Linked DNA regions of Triticum aestivum: region 1 is linked to region 2. A link is a contact called in public Hi-C data. All regions are on one chromosome and are shown on one strand. The core of a region is the stretch at or near the end of the contact, and the rest is flanking DNA. Distances in the headings are between cores, read along the strand shown.

Region 1 (5,372 bases), core at 2,063-4,562, 230 kb before region 2:
GTTAAATGATTCTGCGACATTTTCATCCACTCTAGATTTCTGAGAAGCAATTTGATCTTGATCCTCATCGTTACTGACACCAGAGAGTGCAAGAAACGCTTTCCTAGCTTCCCTACGTGACTCTGTAGGCATCAGCAGTTAATAGTTAGATAACAGCACAACACTACCACACCAAACCATTCGGTCGCTATTTGAGAAGCACAATGCTTTTTTTAACAGATAACTGTTGGACTAAGATAATTTGTGAACTCAGATTTTCTACAGCCGATACAATAGGCCGCTCATGGCTGTCATAATCTGTCGTTCTGACCTGATGGTAGGCCAGACTTTGGATGAATTCAACAAAAAACATTGAAAGCAACACAGAACAAGTTTGTCCCATAGATCAACTATGAAATGGCTTCAAATTCACAGACAAAATGCATACCATATAAGGAGTCAGCATGTGCATCCTTGATGGTACGACCTTGGTGCCAGCCCATTTTCATCAGTAACTTCACGCCTGCTCAAAAGATGTCAAGATATTACTATTATCTGAAAATACATATACTCCCTCCGTTTCTAAATATAAGACCTTTAGAGATTCCAATACGGACTACATCTCTAAAGGGGCTTATATTTAGAAACGGAGGGAGTAGTTGAAAAGATAAAACAACAGAGACAAACCAATCGAGGTTGTGGCAGGGACCACCAATTCATCAGGAACAGGTCCAGGAATAGCTGATGGTCTGCATGCAGATGTGCAAATATGTTTACATATATATCAATTAGAGTGGTGAACTGAGAACAGTAACTTTTGCCATTTAAGTTAAAAAGGCATGGTGATACGAACATAAATTGATGAAGACAAGAGTAATACTAGAAATCTAAAGTGTGTACAGCCACATTAATACTTCAGTGCAGCTAACAGTAAAGAGGACAGTTAAGTAAAGCTGATTTCGAGGGTGTTGGGTTAATTTCCACCCCTTACCACAACTCATGCATGTTTGTCTGATGAAAGCCATATGGTTCACTGCTGCAGTTTGGGCACACCAAAGTTGCATAATACCATGGCCAGCTCATCCATCACACACAATTGGCGAACAAAACAACCTAACTTGTGACAAACAACTTAGTTGCCACAAGAAGTGTGGCTTGCCACACTTTACCAAACCTAGGCTAGCCGTTAGCCAAGTGTTGTAGCCAACCAAACATCCCCTAAGCTTCATGTCAGTTATGCAATGTAAAGATGCTAACCTCTCATTTTGTTCCTTGGATGCTTGTTTTCTGGCATGCTCTGCAGCTGTAAAACCGAATGTATCATACTGTTGAGATGTTTCCAAGGCATTACCTCCCATATCCTGCAAATTGGTGCCCAAATTTGTCAACAGATAAGTTCACAATTTCATGAAACAAATTTATCCTGAGAAATCACTTATGTACAATCAAAGCCAAAAAAATTTGACAGTGTTGGGGGCCAAGCTCAGTCAAATACGTCAACACTGACACTAGTTCACGAACCACTGGTACATGCTCGTCAAGGTTTACACATTTTCAACATTCTAAGAAACAGGGAAGACAGTTTACAGTCTTTTGCTTCTTTGATGGGCAATATCTGTACTAGCTTTACCTTTACAGCAAGCGTCTGTAAACAGATATATGTTGTCAAGTAAATTAACTAAAGATGTGAGATAACATGCTTATAGTTATCCTGGCATAATTTCGCAGATAATGATAGTTACAATATTGATGTTATCATTCTACTTCCAATCATGGAGCAATTTCATTACAAACCAAAATTACTTGTCTATTAAAACTGAAAATCAAAGCATTTTCATGTAAATGTCTTGTTTTTTAGATTTTTTAGAACATGGCGTGTTTGCATTCGCACTCAAAACATTAAACATTAGGCAGTCCAGTATGGAATACCATGATTTGAAATACAACAAAACAGTGTACGACTGCTGCAGATTATCAATTTCCATACAAAAAGTGAGCATTAGAAGAAAAAAAAGCATCACATACCTTGATATCTTCCTCATCAAGAAAATTATATATGCTTTGTTTTTTATGCTCAGCTCTACTTTTTCGTGAAGATGTGAATGTCTGTGGCGTCCATCCTATAAAGTAAATGACTTTTTTATAACCCCATTCATTTCTTCAGCGATATTGTCACATATTAAAAACATAATCTCAAGGCAACAAACATACCCTCTTTTGAGCCAGCAGTATTGTAAAAGCCAGCAGAGAAGCCTCCAGTAAATGCACCATGAAATCTTCTCCGCCCTTCCTCATCCCTGACCTACACTCCGATCACATCTCATTTTTTAATAAAAAAACAGAGGTATTGGTTACTTAAAATCATATGCTACACAATTCCATGACAATGCTAACAGAAGAGACAATCCAAGTGTCTGACAAGTTGGTAACAAAAGAAGGAAATATTGCCACAACTAACATCAGGAAAACTGTGCTGCCACAAAAAAGTGTGGTGAACAAAATGGTCACCATAAGTGTGGCAAGATTTGGCCAAAGAAAAAAGAGCCTATGACATCTGGACCATGTGGCTAAGAAAGTGTGGCGCACCACAACTGCAAGCCAAAGGTTAAGCGTGGCAACCTTACTACAAACCAGAACATCCCCATAGTTCACTCCACATGATTCCGTCAAATAAACCTTAAATTGAAGAACATTTGCAGCATCCCCAACCGCAACAAACACTATTGAAGAAGTTCAATGGATTCGAAAACAGTAAACTGAAACACTGAACACGATTCTGTCATAATAAACCCTAAATTGAAGAACTCGCTTTCCCGACAGACCCGGATGTATAAACTAGCATGCGTAGCTACTAAACTACTCCCTCCATCCCGAATTACTTGTCTTAGATACATCCGTGTCTGGAAAAATCTAAGCCAAGCTTTTTGGGACGGAGGTATTACGAAATTGCTAGTGATCATAGCTGAAATCTATTACCAACTAATGCGCCGTCAACTAACCCCATAGAAGGGAGAAAAATATATCCCGATGCTTGATTACAAAAGGTACACAGAGAGTGAATGGGGTGGAGGTGCGTACCTCCTGCTTCCAGGCGGGAAGGGCCCGGAGCTGGCCTGCGTCGGCGACGGCGCGGCGCTTGCGGGCGGAGATGTCCTCCTCCCGCTCGATCGGCGTCCCGTAGACCACGAGGTCCTGGTCGTCGTCGTGGGATGCCATGGCCGGGGGATCCTCGGAGTGGGAAGCCCTAGCTCGCTGGCGGCGAAGCTGGTACACGACGACGGTTCGGGACGGGGAATTGCCGATGGGCGACAGATGGGTCTCTCCGTGGTGGTAAAAAGGTGGGCCGAGACTATAGGCCGTACGGTAACCCGTGTAGCCTAACAAGCACATATGGGCCCAAAAAAGGTCTCCAATCGCTACTCTGTCCCCGTGTAGCCTCGACGAACACTGTCCCCCCGTTCGCTTGCTAAAAGAAACTGGTTTAAAAATCGGCAATCGGTTTTTGAATAGATGTAAAATGTATTGTTTAGAAAAATAATTTATAAATATAAAACAATATTTATAAATTTTAAAACATAATTGTAGGTATTAAAACTATATCTACATTATATGTTATTTTGTGCGGATGACAAAACTACTCTTATATTTTTTTAAACTGTTTTAAAATATGTTCATGAACTATTTTCTCCATTCCTAAATATAAGTCTTTTTAAAGATTTCAATACAGACTACATACAGATATATATATATACATATTTTAAAGTGTAGGTTCACTCATTTTGCTCCGTATATAGTCTATATTGAAATCTCTAAAACTGCTTATATTTAGGAAAGGAGGGAGTAGTGTCTAACAATAGCCTAGAACTAAATAACCTTGGTATTGGAGATGCTCATGAAAAAAAGGGAAAATCATATTCTTCTGGGTAAGAGCACCTGTTGCTTGGTTTTATCAGTTTTTATTTGGGTTTATTTTTCCTGTTTTTTCTGCTGGTTTTGAATGGTTCCTATCATTTTAATTTTTTTTACTGATTTTTCTATTATTTTCATTCGGTTTTTAGTTGAATTTTCTTGGTTTTTCTTATTCCTCTTTTTCTTTTAATTTTTAAAACAAAGAGCATTCTTTAAATTTCATGATTTAAAAAAATACGAGCATTGTTTCATCCTTGGAAACTTACTTATATTTGCATTTCAAAAAACTCATGAAGTTCGTAGAATTTTGAGGAAATTTTTGAATTTACATCATTTTAAAATATATTTATACTATTGTAGTTGATACATCATCGTTTCGCACGTAATCACCAATTATATACTATTAAAGGGGATTTGGTACATCGTCGTTTCACACGCAATCACTAATGCAGTTAGAAACCGAGCGCTGGATTAATTTGAAAATCAAACCATTAATACAATTAATTAGTCAGACTATTAATTATGTATGTAATTAATTAGGTCCATCGAATAGGGATTTTTTGCGCGAGAGCAATTTGGAAACCTAGCCACAGATGCAGGTAATAAATTAGTCAGACAGTTAATTAAGCATGCCGATAACTAGTAGTTCGGTTTTTTACAACGGTATTTCTCCTCATAGAGAGATTTTTTCCAAAAAAAGGAACAACCCATAATCTATCGCTTCATATGCACCTAGAATAATTTAGCCTCCAACGTCGTCACAACGCAATTAATGCCACCGTGATCGAGGACAGTAGGTCACATGCTGCTACTTTTTAAATATTGTTTCATCGCATCGCAACACACCGGTGTTTAGCTAGTCAAAATTGGTAGTTAGTTTTGTTTGAGCAAGCAAGGGGCCATTTTTATATGTTTTTCCAAAAGAACAAATTTATTAATCATCATCTATGAAAAGGTACAATTTCGCTCAGAGGCTCCTCAAACCAAACATTAGTCGGAGGAAATCTAGCTACCTTGCAAGGTCATGAGCCACCTTATTCGCTTCTTCTCTATTGTATGGTTCAAAACTAGTGAGAGAAAAATGACACGCAAAAGAATAACAATCATCAAAAATTGACGTCACTGCTCCTACAGATCCTCCTCCATTCTTCATGGTGTTGATGACCTTCAAATTATCAAAATTAATAACCAGGCAGTTGCAGCCCGCTTTTTGCACCAGCGATAAGCCGGATCTTAGTGTGAAAGCTTCAACCGTTGGGACATCAACAATTCAACACACCAATATTTTTTTCATTTCCCGCCAACAATGAAATTCCCTTTATCGTCTTTGAGTACAGCGCCAGTTGTGCCCCTAAGTAGGTCTTGATCAAAATATGCATCGACGTTAAGTTTTACAAAATCCAAAGGAGGCCTAATTCATCCTCCTCTTTTAGGAGTTGCCTATTTTGCTGTAATAGCATGAATCCCTGTAGAAAAGTGATAAG
Region 2 (5,184 bases), core at 1,528-4,027:
ACAAACCCAAATTGCAAGTACCATGCCTTGAACCTGGGTGGGTGGGAAGGCATCAGCCCCTTCCCACCACTAGGCTAAGCCTTAGTCTGCATATTGAGTTTATATTAAGATTTCACTCATTGACATTATTGAAATATGCATTTTGTGTTTGATGTTATGCAAAATTTGCGATGCGACGAGCGCTGCGGCAGAACATATCCTGCAAATGCGTCCTGCACTGATTGAACAAATCCCATAAACGTTTGTGGGATCTGTTCCATCGTAGCGCTCGACGCATCGTAAAAATTTGCAGAGTCCTTAGAGCATCTCCAGCCGCACCCCGAACAAGCCCCCCAGGGCGACTTTTTTCGCGCTGGTGCCAAAAAAAACCCCAGTCACGCCCCCAAGACGCCGAAATCCGCCGACTCGGCCCGTCTTTGGGCCCGGTGATCCCAGACCGAACCCAGCGCACTGGAGGCGCTCGCGGGCTCCGGCGTAAGGGGAAAACACGCCTGGGCCGCACTGTCAGGCGAAAAGTCAAGCAGTCGTCCAGATTCGCCCCCATCCCCGCACGCTCGGCCACCACCCCGCCGATCCCGGCGCCGCCCACCGCCCAACACCGCTAGATAGGCTATTCCCCGCCAGAAAAGAGAGAAAGTTTCGCCGCGGCAACCTCTCCACCACCTTTCGGGCGAGTTTCCCGGCGCTCCAGCCGCACAGGGCGGTATACCGACGGCTGGGCGCCCACCATGCCCGCCAGGTGTTCAGCGATTTGTCTGCTCGGCGATGGACTCGGACGAGGAGGAGGCGCTTGCGGCGTTGCTGGAGGAGGAAGCCGATGCCGACATCCAGGACGAGGAGCATCTCATGGTCCTCGCCGCCCTCGCCGGCCTGCTCGCGAGCAATGAAAAGCCGCGGTGAGGTGGCTTGGCGCCGGGGCGGCTGAAAGCAAAGAACCGACATCGTCTGGAAGGCTATTGCATGCTCTACTCTGACTACTTTGCCGACGCTCCATTGCACGGCGACAAAGTATTTCGACGTCGTTATCGGATGAGCCGAAAGCTTTACCTTAGGATTGTGAATTCCATCCGGGAGTTCGACAACTACTTCAAGTGCAAGAAGGATTGCACGGCAAACTTGGATTCACCTCAATCCAGAAGTGCACGACAGCTATGAGGATGCTTGCATACGGAGCTCCCGATGATTCACTCGACGACTATGGGCGCATGGCCAAGTCGACGACCATTGAGTGTTTCTACAAGTTCTGCAGGGCAGTGGTGACAGTGTTTGGACCACAATACTTGCGATCACCCAATGTTGAAGACAGTGCTCGGATCCTAGCACAGAATGCAGCAAGAGGATTTCCTGGGATGCTTGGAAGCATCGACTGCATGCATTGGAAATGGAAGAACTGTCCATTTGCTTGGCAGGGGACGTACAAAGGCGCCAAAGGCGGTTGTAGTGTGGTACTTGAGGCAGTGGCCACACATGCCTCTGGATTTGACACTCCTTCTTTGGTATGCCAGGAACTCACAATGACATCAATGTGCTGCAGTGCTCCCCTGTCTTTGCCAAGCTTGTTGAAGGTCGTTCTCCTCCGGTGAACTTCGAGGTCAATGGGCGGCACTACAACAAGGGGTACCACCTAGCTGATGGCATCTATCCGAGATGGTCTACATTTGTGAAGACTATCTCAAAACCTGTGCTAGGAGGCAAGAACTCCCACTTTGCGAAGGTTCAGGAGGCTTGCAGAAAGGATGCCGAGCGGGCATTTAGTGTGCTCTAATCTCGATTTGCTGTTGTCCGGTACCCTGCTCAGACCTGGTCAAAAGATCAAATGTGGAAAATCATGACTTGCCCTGTCATCTTGCACAACATGATCATTGAGAGCGAGCAGGAAGAGCCAGTGTTTGACACTGAACCATATTACATGCAGGGTCCTCTTGCGCAAGTTGATCACCAGCTACCGGCAAATTGGACTGCCTTCCTCAATATGCGTCAGGAGATCCGAGACCTACAGGTGCATCAACAACTGCAGCAGGATCTGGTGGAGCACCTATGAAGGCTTAAGGGCAACGCCTAGCTCGACGTGTGATGAAATATGAGTTTTTATTTGTTGAACTATATAATTTGTATTGAACTATTTATTGTTGAACTATTTGATTTCTATTGATTTCTTGTGATGAACTATGTGATAAAGAAATTACTTTTGTTGAATTTGCGCCGAACCATGGCGAATATGGCCGATTTGCGCTGATATCGGGCCGATTTTTCGTCGAAAGTAGGCCAAAAAGCGGACACATTTACGCTAAAAATGAGCCGATATCGACGACTGGGGACGGCTGCTGAGAACCCGATCGCCCTCAAAGCCGATTTTAACGCCGGCTCATCTGCAGGCAGCGATTTTTATGTCTGGTGCAGGGCCAATGGCTGGAGATGCTGTTTTGCGGCGCGGTCGCGGAATCCAGGAGGTGCTGTGATGCCACTAAAAACGAGCGAAGCCGTGGGAGGGTGAGGCCATGATACCCCACGTTGCATCCACATCTCGCATCTTGTCGTCGCACCGCCCATGACCTGCGGCAAGCGACCTTTTCCAAGCACAAACTAGTCGCGTACACGCAATTCAAGCTGCTAAACCGCTAGCAGTCGCGTGACGAAAAATAATTTAACGATGCTGTCTGATCCGGCACACAGCAATACAGCATGCGCCGCAGGTGGCTCACTGAACCAGTGTCAGGAACCAGTGGCGCCCAATCCAAGCCGTACATTTCCGATCGGACAGCAGGGGAAGCATGTCTGGTGGGTTTGGCAGCTCCCCTGACGCCCGGTCACGGGCGATCCAGTCTCCAGCCCGGGACGACACTCCCACCTCAAACCCCACGCCCACAGCTCCACTCTCCGGCAGTCGGACCGCCGGCGGCCGCCGCGCGTGCCTCGTCCCGCTCCCGCCATGTACAGCTCCTACTCCGCCGCCGCGTTCGCCCTGAGGGCCGCGAAGCCAGCCTACAACGCCCATTCCCCTTACGCCCCGTCGCACCACTGCAGCCAGCAGCACTACGACGGCGACGGTGCTCACCGCGAGCTACTCCCGCTCAACCCTCACCTCTCTCCCCGCTTCCTGCTCGACGGGTACCTCCTCCGCCACTCTGCTCACCTCCTCCTCCTCTCCGCGCGGCTCCGCCCCCCGCCCCCGCTGCATCCGCCGCACAGCTGCTGCCACCGGCGCGCGGCCGCCCGCTGCTGCTGCAGCGGCGGCGGAAGGTCGTATGTTCAGCACGTTACTTGGGGATTGGAGGGGCGCGGGCACCGATGCTGCGGGCAGGGCACTGGACGGTCGAATCTCGGAGTGGGTTGCCGGCGATTGAAGGCGCGGGGATGCGGCTGCGGCAGCTACGGCAGTGGCAGGTTAGGTCTCGGAACTAGCTGTGGACATCGGGATACGCCGAGGTTGCTGGGGAGGGTGGTGCGGCAGGAGGTGTGGAGGTATGAGGGTGGCCAGTGTCCGCACAGAAGTTGTTCGATGGAATGCCACAGTGATTGGGATGGTGAAGAGGATGAGGATCAATGCGGTCACGCTCAGTGGGAGCGGCCAGGTAAGTCGAGTTTTAGAAGGAAGTGGAAAGAAGAAGAAGAAGAAGATGATGATAGATGTCGAGATTGCCGTCGGAGGAAGGGTGTGGAAAATGAGTACTATGATGAAGGCGGGTACAGTGGCCGACGGAGGGAAATTCGGGATGTGAATGGGATGCATGACAGGCATCGGTATCACCGGAGGAGGTTGGAGCAGAGGGGTTACATCGATGACGAGGATACGAGGCGAAGAAGCGATGTGATGGAAGGGAGAGGCAGGAGGGAGTTTGAATCTGATGAGGCAAGGAATGCTGGTGCTAGAAGATACAGTGAGGATGACAGGAAATATGATCGGAGAAGAGAAAGAAGGGATTCTGAATATGAGGATGTGTATGATGCTAGAAGAGTGGGAGCTGGCAGGTATAATGAGGATTACCGAAGATTTGATCGGAGAACAGGGAGGATGGATTTTGAAATCGACAGTGAGGATGATGTGAGAAGAGATGGGAGGCGCGTTAGAAATGATGATGAAAGATTTGTTATTCAGAACACAAGGAGAAAGAAGTATATGGAGGAGGATGATCAAGATATTGCTGAGCATAAGAACTACTCACATGGTAGGTCTCAGAGGTCTGCATCTGCATTTCATGAGGATGATTCACAGAGGGCTTCGAGTTCAAGGAACGCTGTTGATACAAGAGTTTCAAGGGGGAATTCATCCTCGAGGGTGCGGTGGGATGATAATGTAGACCGACGAGCTTCACAGACATTGGAAGAGAGAGGCAGACGCTATTCTTCCTCGGTTGGTTTGTCAAATGATGAGAAAGATGAGTACAGTTATGATGATGCACAACTTGTCAGGGTAAGAGATCATAGGACAGGAACACAAGATGTCAAGGTTATAACCGAGGATGATACAAGGTTGATTTCCAGTTCAAAGAACTCTTCCATTTTGAAGCACAGTAGCGATTTGGACCAGCAAGTAGCGGCACAAAAGGATGAATCAAAGAGCTCACAGAGGATAGTGGAGACATCATTAAACAGAGGTAGCAACACTGAACTGGATTCAGAAACACAGAGTAATCAACTGGAAGATAGAAGAAACTACATTGATAATAAGTCATCTTCTCTTCAAAGTTCTGTAAAGATGGCTAATGACAGTAGAAGACAAATTGATCAGCATGATGTGGTGGATCAGCAGGTTGTCGCACTCACTGACTCAAGGACAAGCACAGAAAAGCTCACAGATATAAAGATGGATAGTAGTCAACATGTTAGCAGGGCCTCTCACTCACAGAGAAATTACGAGGAAGTCAACCAGACGGATATCGATGATAGATCTACCTCTGTAGAAAATATAACTCATATTACAAGAGACAAAAGGAGGTATGTAAACCAGCAGGTGATACATGAAACGGACATAGATGTGCAGAATGTTACACATGTTGATGTTTCCACAATTCATGCTAGTGATATTTCTGCTTCTAGGAGCTCACAAAATCGTTCTGACACTAGATCAGATGTAAACTCTATCTCTAGCATAAGTCTCATTGACCGGGCAAGGGGCGAGCAAGAACAAATCCATCAAAACAAGGTCATTGCTGGCGATAATACAATAGTCAGGGGTTCACAGAG

Evidence for each region. Hi-C and Micro-C count contacts between places; a contact is called where the count stands out from the background.
Region 1: a contact with region 2 is called in a Hi-C map of leaf, with 4 times the contacts expected there. The contact joins the promoter of LOC123164435 here to the promoter of LOC123168073 in region 2. A contact is called at or near these places in 2 of 5 Hi-C or Micro-C datasets (both in leaf).

The regions. Positions count from the first base shown.
Region 1 is chr7D:194,794,420-194,799,791 of IWGSC CS RefSeq v2.1, reverse strand. It overlaps LOC123164435 (G patch domain-containing protein TGH homolog), which reads right to left and starts at 3,312. Exons shown (of 17, transcript XM_044581917.1): 1 at 3,058-3,312; 2 at 2,191-2,281; 3 at 2,005-2,099; 4 at 1,237-1,340; 5 at 667-728; 6 at 428-502; 7 at 1-122. The coding sequence starts at 3,195.
Region 2 is chr7D:194,561,112-194,566,295 of IWGSC CS RefSeq v2.1, reverse strand. LOC123168073 (tRNA(adenine(34)) deaminase, chloroplastic) reads left to right here and starts at 2,777. Exons shown (of 4, transcript XM_044585939.1): 1 at 2,777-5,184. The coding sequence starts at 2,930.